Regions from separate parts of the Gasterosteus aculeatus genome. Here region 1 is linked to region 2. Evidence: chromatin contacts called from public Hi-C data. All regions are on one chromosome and are shown on one strand. The core of a region is the stretch at or near the end of the contact, and the rest is flanking DNA. Distances in the headings are between cores, read along the strand shown.

What was found. A called contact is a pair of places that touch in the nucleus more often than the background predicts.
Region 1: a Hi-C map of skeletal muscle shows a contact between it and region 2, with 2.6 times the contacts expected there. The contact joins the promoter of smad1 here to the promoter of usp38 in region 2. A contact is called at or near these places in 3 of 6 Hi-C or Micro-C datasets (skeletal muscle and whole body).

The regions. Positions count from the first base shown.
Region 1 is chr9:16,691,289-16,696,105 of fGasAcu3.hap1.1, forward strand. It overlaps smad1 (SMAD family member 1), which reads left to right and starts at 2,265. Exons shown (of 7, transcript XM_040187246.2): 1 at 2,265-2,545.
Region 2 is chr9:16,547,596-16,552,340 of fGasAcu3.hap1.1, forward strand. usp38 (ubiquitin specific peptidase 38) reads right to left here and starts at 2,900. Exons shown (of 12, transcript XM_040186058.2): 1 at 2,699-2,900; 2 at 1,765-1,825; 3 at 985-1,675. The coding sequence starts at 1,666. It overlaps smarca5 (SNF2 related chromatin remodeling ATPase 5), which reads left to right and starts at 2,862. Exons shown (of 24, transcript XM_040186060.2): 1 at 2,862-4,007. The coding sequence starts at 3,936.

The DNA of each region.
Region 1 (4,817 bases), core at 1,015-3,514, 140 kb after region 2:
AGGGTGACATGTACCACAACGTGAGATAGGAAGGAGGCTGACCCCCCCCCCCCCCCCCCCCCCCCCCAGTTGGCCTTTTCTCCTCTCCATGATGTCCCGCTGTGTGATGGCTTAACAAAGGGGACTGTCATCTCAATCGCTGCCGCATTCAGTGGTGTATCAAAGACAGGTTGGGTTTTCCTATTAGAGCTAAATTTATTCTCAAATGTGAATGAAAAGTGTCTGTCATAACGATTATTGGTACGAGGGACAAGTTGTCTGTTTGGGACTGTTTGGGTGGCGTCGCCAGCCCTGATGCAACAAAAACAAGTACATAAATAAAGTAAAATATGCAAATATATGTACGCACAACACTTGGCTTTAAAACAGTTGGATCTTGAGATAGATACAAATGTACATCCAACATACTTAAACCATTAATTAATTATCATTTATTTAAACATTAGAAAGTATATATATTCTGATAATCGAGTATTTCCACATTGCGGAATTGCTGCCTTTATCTGTATGGGTGTACAGTATGTAAAATTGTCCATAACATAACAATAGGTGTTCCCTCTTAGATATAGCAAGGGGAAGTCAAATTAGCATAACATGGAAATACCTAATGTACAAGTATCTCTAACGTGCTCTCAGGCTACTTAGTACTTCATCACTTTTTTCCACTGCTCAAAAATACTGAGTTTGAACCCAGATGGGTGACAAATATCAAAGTAAACATTTATGACAATATCAGCAGTCGAATGCACAGTTGAGATGAGATAGCATGTTATGAAGATAGATAAGAGTCTAAATAAACCACCTCTTCCTTAGAAGTATCCGGCATGCGCGTGTCTGTGGTGTGATGAATGTACAGTAACCTTTTGTTTGTGTGTGTGTGTGCGCGCGTGTGTATATGAGTGTGCGCGTGTCTGCCTGCGTGTGTCTGCAGGGAACTCTTGGACTAAAAGAAGAAAAAAAAAATCGGGGAGCCTTCTTCTATTCCTTCTCATCATTCCCTCCCTCCCTCCCCCCTCCTCGCACTGTTTTCCCAGATTTATTCACGTGCCGCTCGCTCCCGCCTCACTCAGACATTCTGTCGCCAGCGCCGTGACGTCACCGACCCCAGAAGCCTCCTCCGCTCTGAACGTTTCCCTCCGCCTGTCTCCGTGATAATCTAGTCCCTCCTCACCGCGGCGACTCTGAACTCGATTAACGCAAACTGCAATAACGAAAAACAAGTCAAATATTTTTGAATTAAGTTACGACTGAGCACATTGATAATCTGATGTATTTTACTATTCAATCAAATCAATAGTATAATTATTTTTCTTAGACGGTATTGTACTTTTCATTCATTTGAACTTTTCGTTGTATGAAAGAGTGCATTTTTCTTTTTTTGATATAAAATAATTGTGTGACTGGGAATTCCCTTCTTCATCTCTTCCTTGATCAGAGAAAATATGATGTCATCAAAAAAGTTTCTCTAAATGTGACGCATTATCTCTCATGCACTCATTTGCATGCGTGGACTCATTTAGCACACGTACCCAAATTGATTCCGTGTCCTCTGCTGCTGCACCCCTGCCCAAAGGCTATTTGCACACATTACCATGCAATATTAATGAGATGGAACAGTTTCATTCTTGATATTGCAAAATTCAACCCTCTTCCGACTCGCCAGTGTTAGCATCCTGTATCAAGACTGGGCTGGTTGTGTGTGCATTGCTGTCTTGAGGTGAAAAGTTGAGATGATGGCATGTGTAAGCATGCCCCCCACCCGTGCTTTTTGTACACTTTAGATCTCCTGACAACATAAATAGTGTATATCATAAAGCAAGACGGGAGCTGAGAGGCAGGCTTAACTTAAGGTGCAGTTCAAAAGTTCACAAAAGATAAACCAAAGAGTTAAAACTTCTGCTAGGGATCACCAGCCGAGTTTGGTGAGCAAGGACAAAGTAGAAACAGATAGGGAAATAATGAACTATCATGCTTCTGCATGGACCGGTCATCCTTATTGTGCAACTGCAGGCAATAAATGGGGAGAAAAGCAAAATCATGCATCTATCCTATATTTTGCAGGAATGTTCTTGGAGCCTGCGAAGTGAAGAGCCCTCCCCCCCTTTTTTTTGCTTTCCAATATCTCTAAACCGCATCAGACGAGCAACATTTCACCACCTTTGCTTTTTTTCACCAAAAAAGTGCAGCTCTCCGGTGACGAGAAGCTCTTCGTATGCAGCGAGGCACAGACCCCTCCTCTTTTGTTTCGGAGTTAAGTTACGTAACGCATTTCCACACAGTTGAATGGAGACGTTGGATGTGTGAAAAGTAGGTCTTGTTGTTGTCGGAGCTGCGCGCTCCCCGCGGCGGGATACTGGCGCTCAGCGGAGGGTGAGAGGGCTCCGCGACTGACTGACGCCAGGGCCGAGCCGAGCCAAGACGAGCCCGAGCGAGCGAGCGAGAGAGAGAGAGAGAGACAGAGCGAGAGAGAGAGAGAGAGAGCTCGGGGGGAGACGCTGGGCGAGAGAAAGAGAGAGGGTGAGAGAAGGCAGCAAATGAAGTAAAGGTACTGTAAACTTTTTTTCTTTCTTCTAAATGAGAAGTTTCTTCATGTGTATTTTCACCTGCTGCGGTGCGCGCGCGCTCCTCTTCGTAGAGGGAAATAGATCCCAATCGACTCTTCAGTGTGTCATTTGGCAGCTTCAAACTTTTCCCCCTTAAAGTCATTAACAGACGAGGGCTGCAAAGTGGGCCACATTTTCATGCCGCTAATTGTTGCGTGTTGAGAACATCCGTGGTTTGATACAGAAGTAACGTGAGTAGTAATGTTCTGATTCAGGCGAGCTTGCTGAATATTACAGGAAACATTTTTTCTTTTCTTTTTTTTTTGAAGGGAGGGGTGGGGGTATTATTGCAGAAGTTCTGCTTCTGGACACTAAAACATTACAAATGCGGGGACAATCCTTTGTCCTGGTACACTAATGGTCATCCAGCAGGGAATAAGGATGAAAGTGTGGATTAAACACATGGTCTATGGGGCCAGTGGCTTCATGAAGCTACTGGATGTGTCATACTATTAATGAGTCACATGGTCAATGAAATGTCAGATTATTCTGTGAAATTCTCATCACAATTTCCTGATGCCCCGTGAAATCACTTCAAATTGTCAAGATCCAGTCAAGATTTTCATTTTACGTTGATATCCTGCCAAGATAAACTGCAAATTCTCATATTTTCAGAGAATATTTTGCCTTCTGACAAATGTTATTATGTTAGTTGTCCTTGAAATATTTCTTAAAGGACTGAGCGATTAACCATTCAGCTTCTTACTATAAAGCGGTGTGGCAGTAAGCCTGTGGCTTCATATGTGGTCTTTTTGCATCATACACTTGTTAAGTAATCATGCGTTGATGTCACTAAACCAGTGTGATGAAGAGGAAAGCACACATGCCATGCCTTTGCATTGTGAATTTTAATAAAAGTTATCATCATTTTACTGTTGTTTGACTGATACTGAGGCGTATCCAACTGATGCACCAGTGTGCTGCACAGCATGTTTCTGGTTTTAGTTGTCAATATGTTTAATAATTTGTGTACATGTGAGACAGCGAAAGAGGAGGGAGAGAGAGAGAGAGCGAGACCCACAGCAGCTAAAGCTCGATCTCCTGACATTATTGAAGATGACATATCAGATTACCCAAAGGACAGGAATTTGTCCTTGTCCATGATTTACTTCAAACAGTTGTTTTGTATTTATTTGTTTTAATCTTTCCTCCATTTTCAGCGTATGCAGCTTTACATTCAGTTTTAAAATTAAACAAATGGTTTTCGTACAGGATTGAAATGACATGGTTAGGGGGTATGGGGTTCCTCTTCAGTAAATGGCAATGCAGACAGGATTGTAAGAAAGGTTTTATTACTATCCATCTACCTACCTACCAATCCATCTACCTATCTATCTATCAACGTACCTACCTACCTATCTATCTATCAACGTACCTACCTACCTATCTATATATCTACCTACCAATCTATCTACCTACCTACCAATCCATCTACCTACCTACCAATCTATCTATCTATCTATCAACGTACCTACCTACCTATCTATATATCTACCTACCAATCTATCTACCTACCTACCAATCTATCTATCTATCTATCTATCTATCTATCTATCTATCTATCTATCTATCTATCTATCTATCTATCTATCTATCTATCTATCTATCTATCTATCTATCTATCTATCTACCTACCTACCAATCTATCTACCTACCTACCTACCAATCCATCTACCTATCTATCTATCAACGTACCTACCTACCTATCTATCTATCAACGTACCTACCTACCTATCTATATATCTACCTACCAATCTATCTACCTACCTACCAATCTATCTATCTATCTATCTATCTATCTATCTATCTATCTATCTATCTATCTATCTATCTATCTATCTATCTACCTACCTACCAATCTATCTACCTACCTACCTACCAATCCATCTACCTATCTATCTATCAACGTACCTACCTACCTATCTATCTATCAACGTACCTACCTACCTATCTATATATCTACCTACCAATCTATCTACCTACCTACCAATCTATCTATCTATCTATCTATCTATCTATCTATCTATCTATCTATCTATCTATCTACCTACCTACCAATCTATCTACCTACCTACCTACCAATCTATACCTACCTACCTACCAATCCATCCATCCATCGAATCCATCTATCTATCTATCTATCTATCTATCTATCTATCTATCTATCTATCTATCTATCTATCTATCTATCTATCTATCTATCTACGTACCTAC
Region 2 (4,745 bases), core at 1,650-4,149:
AGACCAAAATGTACCATAGTGCCTTTAGATATAATGCAGTGAAACAACACCACAAACTCCGGCCTTGTTTTAAAGATAAATTGATGTTTTGTCCAGCTAATGTGACGTTTGGTCCCGGTTTTAGCTCCTTATAAATATCCAATTTGTCTTCCCATTGGATACGAGATAGAGAAATATATCTTGAATCACAGCTTCGCTTTGATAATTTCTGGAAATATTCTGTGTAATAGTCTCTGTGTAATATCTGATAAGAGGAATGGTGCCTTGCTGCTGGGACGGGATTTTCAAAGCTGCCTTTTCTGAAGCACAGCTCACCGGAAAAAAAGAAAACAAGGCCTTGACCTTTTGACCCCAAGGAGCATCATCTGCATCGCTCGCTGAAGGATGCAGTCAGTGTGTCTATATAAATGAAACTGCTGTCTGTTATTTCGTGCTGCTCCCTACATTAGTATTCTGAACTCAACGACACAGTCAGAGCTAAAGCTTCAATATTTGCCCTTGACAAAAATGCACACCTTGCAGATTAGAAGGCTCTTTGCTCTAAACATTGCTCCAAGCAATGTTGTGTGTAAAGTGAGGCCACTACCTTGAACAATGAAAATAAATCAGTGCCAATAATACTGAATGTATAAAGACCAGCCAACCTATTCAAAGGGGGGAATAAAGACACAGGACCAAAGCCGGCTTTTGGCAGAGCCCCTAAAAAGAACAACTCCGGTATTACTGCCAAGATGTATTAAGGCAGAGTTCCACATCATGGTGCCATGCTGTAAATGGCTGAAAGTACTATTTTTATCATTATTGGTATACAGACATGTAAAAATATATTAATAAATCCACATGTATTCTTAGTGTAAGCTTCTAAAGAACATCTGTACCTACTTCCAAGTGTTCCTAAACCTACTCTCCAGACAACAGTTTGTTGTTTTTGTATTATAAAAAGATTTTGGAAGGAAGAAAGAGGATGGACAGAAGAAGTCTTACCTGTGGAAGAGATAATTGAGAACACTTCCTGCAGTGAGGGAAGCAGTGTAGCTGGATCAGCCTTCCAGATGTTCTGCAGCAGTGTGCTGACCTTCGTCACCTGACCTACATACTCTCTCAGCTCCCGTTCTTGGCTGGCAAAGCAGTGGAAGTAGCTGATGGTCCTCACTAGCTGCTGACAGAACAAAACACCCGACTTGTCCCTTGGGATGCACTGCACAAAGTCTGACAGCACGGTGCTCAGGTGGGCACAAAGAGCTGGCTCTGGGCGTTCACACACCATCCTTAAAACCTCCACCTGAATCACGCTGAAGATCTCAAGCACAGAGGGGCAGCTGATGAGCAGCCGCAGGCAGCAGTGAATGTAGTCTATTGTGGCCGGGTCTTTGCGGTCCAGCTGGCCGTAGCCCTGCTGGAGGAGGCCAAGGACAAAGTCTTTACTGAAGAAGCGCTCGAAATCTGGCCGGTGGTAACGGGCGTAGGCTTCCAAAACCTGGAAGCCGATCTGCTTCTGAAACGCATCTTCACCAAGCAAGATGAGGCGGGTGGTAAGGGTAAACAATGCCTGACACTGCTCCTCCGTCACTTCTTTCTCCGCTGCTTCCACTACCTTCTTCACAATGGCCCGCTTCACCGGAACAGAGTGATCCGAGCTCACAAGGCCCTCCAAAATCTTGTCCATGGTGACAATCTGCAGAAGGCAAATGAGGAAATAATTAGGTGACGCATACAAATGTAATATCGCAGTTTAAGGACTATTGTTCTTCTGACTTTACATACCAGAAGAGTCCTGTCCAATCCAAGATGGGCTTTCTTTCACAGGGAATATTTTCATATGACCCTGCATAAAAGGACAGATGTAGAAAAAAACAAAAATGAACAATGGCTGAGTTCCGTCTGGCTGCTTCAGTTTGAGAGTCCTGGTGTTGTGAATGGAGGCTAACTTACAGCGATTATGGATTGGTATTATTATGTCTGTTGTGACAAAAAGGCAATAAACGCATGGGGTCCTTTCTAGCGGTCTAGTCCACGCATGCCCGCATTCATTGAGGGCACAGGCTGTATGTCGCAACTGAAACAAGAGCTTGTACACTTTACTGGGATGCTTGTACACTTTACATTTGACAATCAAATGATCTTAGAGCTTGTTGTAGATTTCTTTTGTTTTGACATCTAATTACAACAACTTTGAAAAGGAAAAAAATATATAAATATTAGTCATTTCTATGTAATCAATATCCAAATTATTGATCATATTTTTTTCTGTATTTTACCTTTATTTTGTTACGTTCGCATTACATAAGCCTTTAGCTACCCGACGTAACACAGAAGCCATTAAACGTTGAAGCAACATAAAATAACTTCACATCTGGTGTTTTCTCGCCGCGTCGGGAGCGCAGCGACAGCGGGCTGTTGGTGCTCCTCCTGCGGCTACAGGCGGCTAGCTTGCTAACGCTAGCTGTAACGACAACGGTCGTTTCTTGGCGCCCGGCAGCTCAAATGCGGCTCTGATAGTTACAGGTAAACTACTAGGGTTCGTTCTGCCGCTCGTACGCAACAGTTATTTTCTAAAATCCTTCGACAACAACACAGAAAAACGAACAAAGCAACCCAACAGGCCTACACGTTCGCTGGGTAACGTTAGGTTCCTCTGACTTAGCATAAATACGGTCGTGTATTTTCGCGATACAGAATCGTAACCATCTACGCTTACCCAGATAAAGCATGTCAACAATGTCCGAACCAAATATCTTCAGTTGTCGGTGGCTGTTAACCGACTCTTGACTGATGAAACTATATTATTTTGCTTCATTTGATCGCTTAGAATCAGCTGATTACCCTTCCATCGACGTCATTCCCGTGGACAGAGACGTTAGCAGGACCCCTGTGTGAAGTCATTTTTGTCTTAACACTGCCTGTAAAAAAGTCGGTGAATTTTGATAGCAACAATCACAAAGTGGTTCCCCGTAAACATGATTTGCACATTTCTTGTGATATTATATTATTATATGATATGTAACCCCATTGAACAGTTGACATGCTGCCGTCAAACAGCCACCTCCACTTTGAAAGACGAACTTGGATGAAGTGGAAAAAAATTACTTGCATTTTAAATGAATGCTGCAACATTTATTGTTGTTATCTTCCATGTAAGCTAACATCATTACGGCCTTTTTCTTAAAAGCCTAACAGTCACAATTTAGAAAGGGTTTATTGGCAACTACGAGGATGTGGCCTTGGTAATTAATACATAGCAATAAACACAGTACAACAGTATGAGACATTATTTAGAACTCGAAAATAGGACAAATGTACGGTAAGTGAGTAAGTAGGCCTGTATTTGAAAAAGTATTTATGTAGTCAAGCACATAAGATCCTGCTTCAAAACAATTAGTTTGATGTTTTCATGAAGGTACAAAAATTGAGTCCCCCCATTGAGTGTGAATCGAGGATAATACATTTATTTTTGATGTATTATATATATTTCACTAATATGTTTCACTGTTAAGCAAACGGTAAACGGAAAAACACAGGACGAGAAATCATCTGAGCCAAAACAAAAGACAACTGCCACTAAATGCAACACAGCACAGAGTGACACTGTATTGTTTTTTTTTCAAACATTTCCACAATATATATATATATATATATATATATACTTTGGTGTATTTAGTTTTGTTGGTGTTTATGTTTTGTTTATGTTTCCGGAAATAAAATTGAATCAAAACCAAATCTCGCGATAGCGCAGAAGCCGCGAGCGCTGCGTGAACGCGGGTGCCAGACTAAAATCTTGCTAGCGGGAACGTGCTGGCGCTGCGACCAACCGGTGCGTCTTTCATATAAACAACAGAATAGTTCTCTCTAACGGCGAAGAAGTTAGCGGAATTGTCAACGTCTCGTTTAAGGCACAAAATAGGATACTCCATAATCGAAGTGGAAATTCGACCAATATGTCTGAAATCCTAAGCTGCGTCGAGCAGCGGGAAGAGCAGCCTGAAGTTGAAGAAGCCGTAGGAGCGGAGGTAAGATGATTTTAGAACGGGCAACGATCACGTTATTGTCTTCTCTCAGCAAAGCGCAAGTTCTTTCACAATCAAGGCACCACAGCTCTGAAACCAAAGCGTGTCTTTGCCCGTTTGTTATTCAAATAAGGCTGTTATGACTTTGACTCGTTAGTCAACCGTACCGCCGACTGCTTGAGCTAAAGCTAACTGGCCTTTGCTAGCCGCGCGCCGCTGCGGTTAGCTCGCGACAACAACAGCTCGGTCCCATTCACCCGGGACGTGAAGCTAACGTTACAGCAGCCGAGCAGCAACAAGGCCAGACGGGTTCACAAAAACGCTCTCGCTACTAGCACAGCCCCGCTAGCAACCCGTCGATTATGACGTTAAGATTTACTCCCAGTTCAGATTCACACAGCGAGCTGCTTTTTTTTTTTTAAGTTGATCGAGAACGAGCAGCCTCCCGCTCGGCTGTTCTGACCGCGTCTTTGTTTTCAGCAGGACAGCAAAGCCTTTTGTAACCGATGGGATGCTGTAAGCCCGCACGCTGCCTTCCGCTCAGCTGTGTTGATGGAAGTCTAGTCACAAACCGTGTTAACCATGCACAAGTAAACTGCGTCTCTCAGCAATCAAGAGTACTGGAGCTGACGCATTGTTTAAATACGTTGAGTTCCACAGTACATTATGAACACCTATCATGCTTAAATACACTATAAATAACAGCCAGGGGCGCTAAACCTTATATTTACATTCATTTAG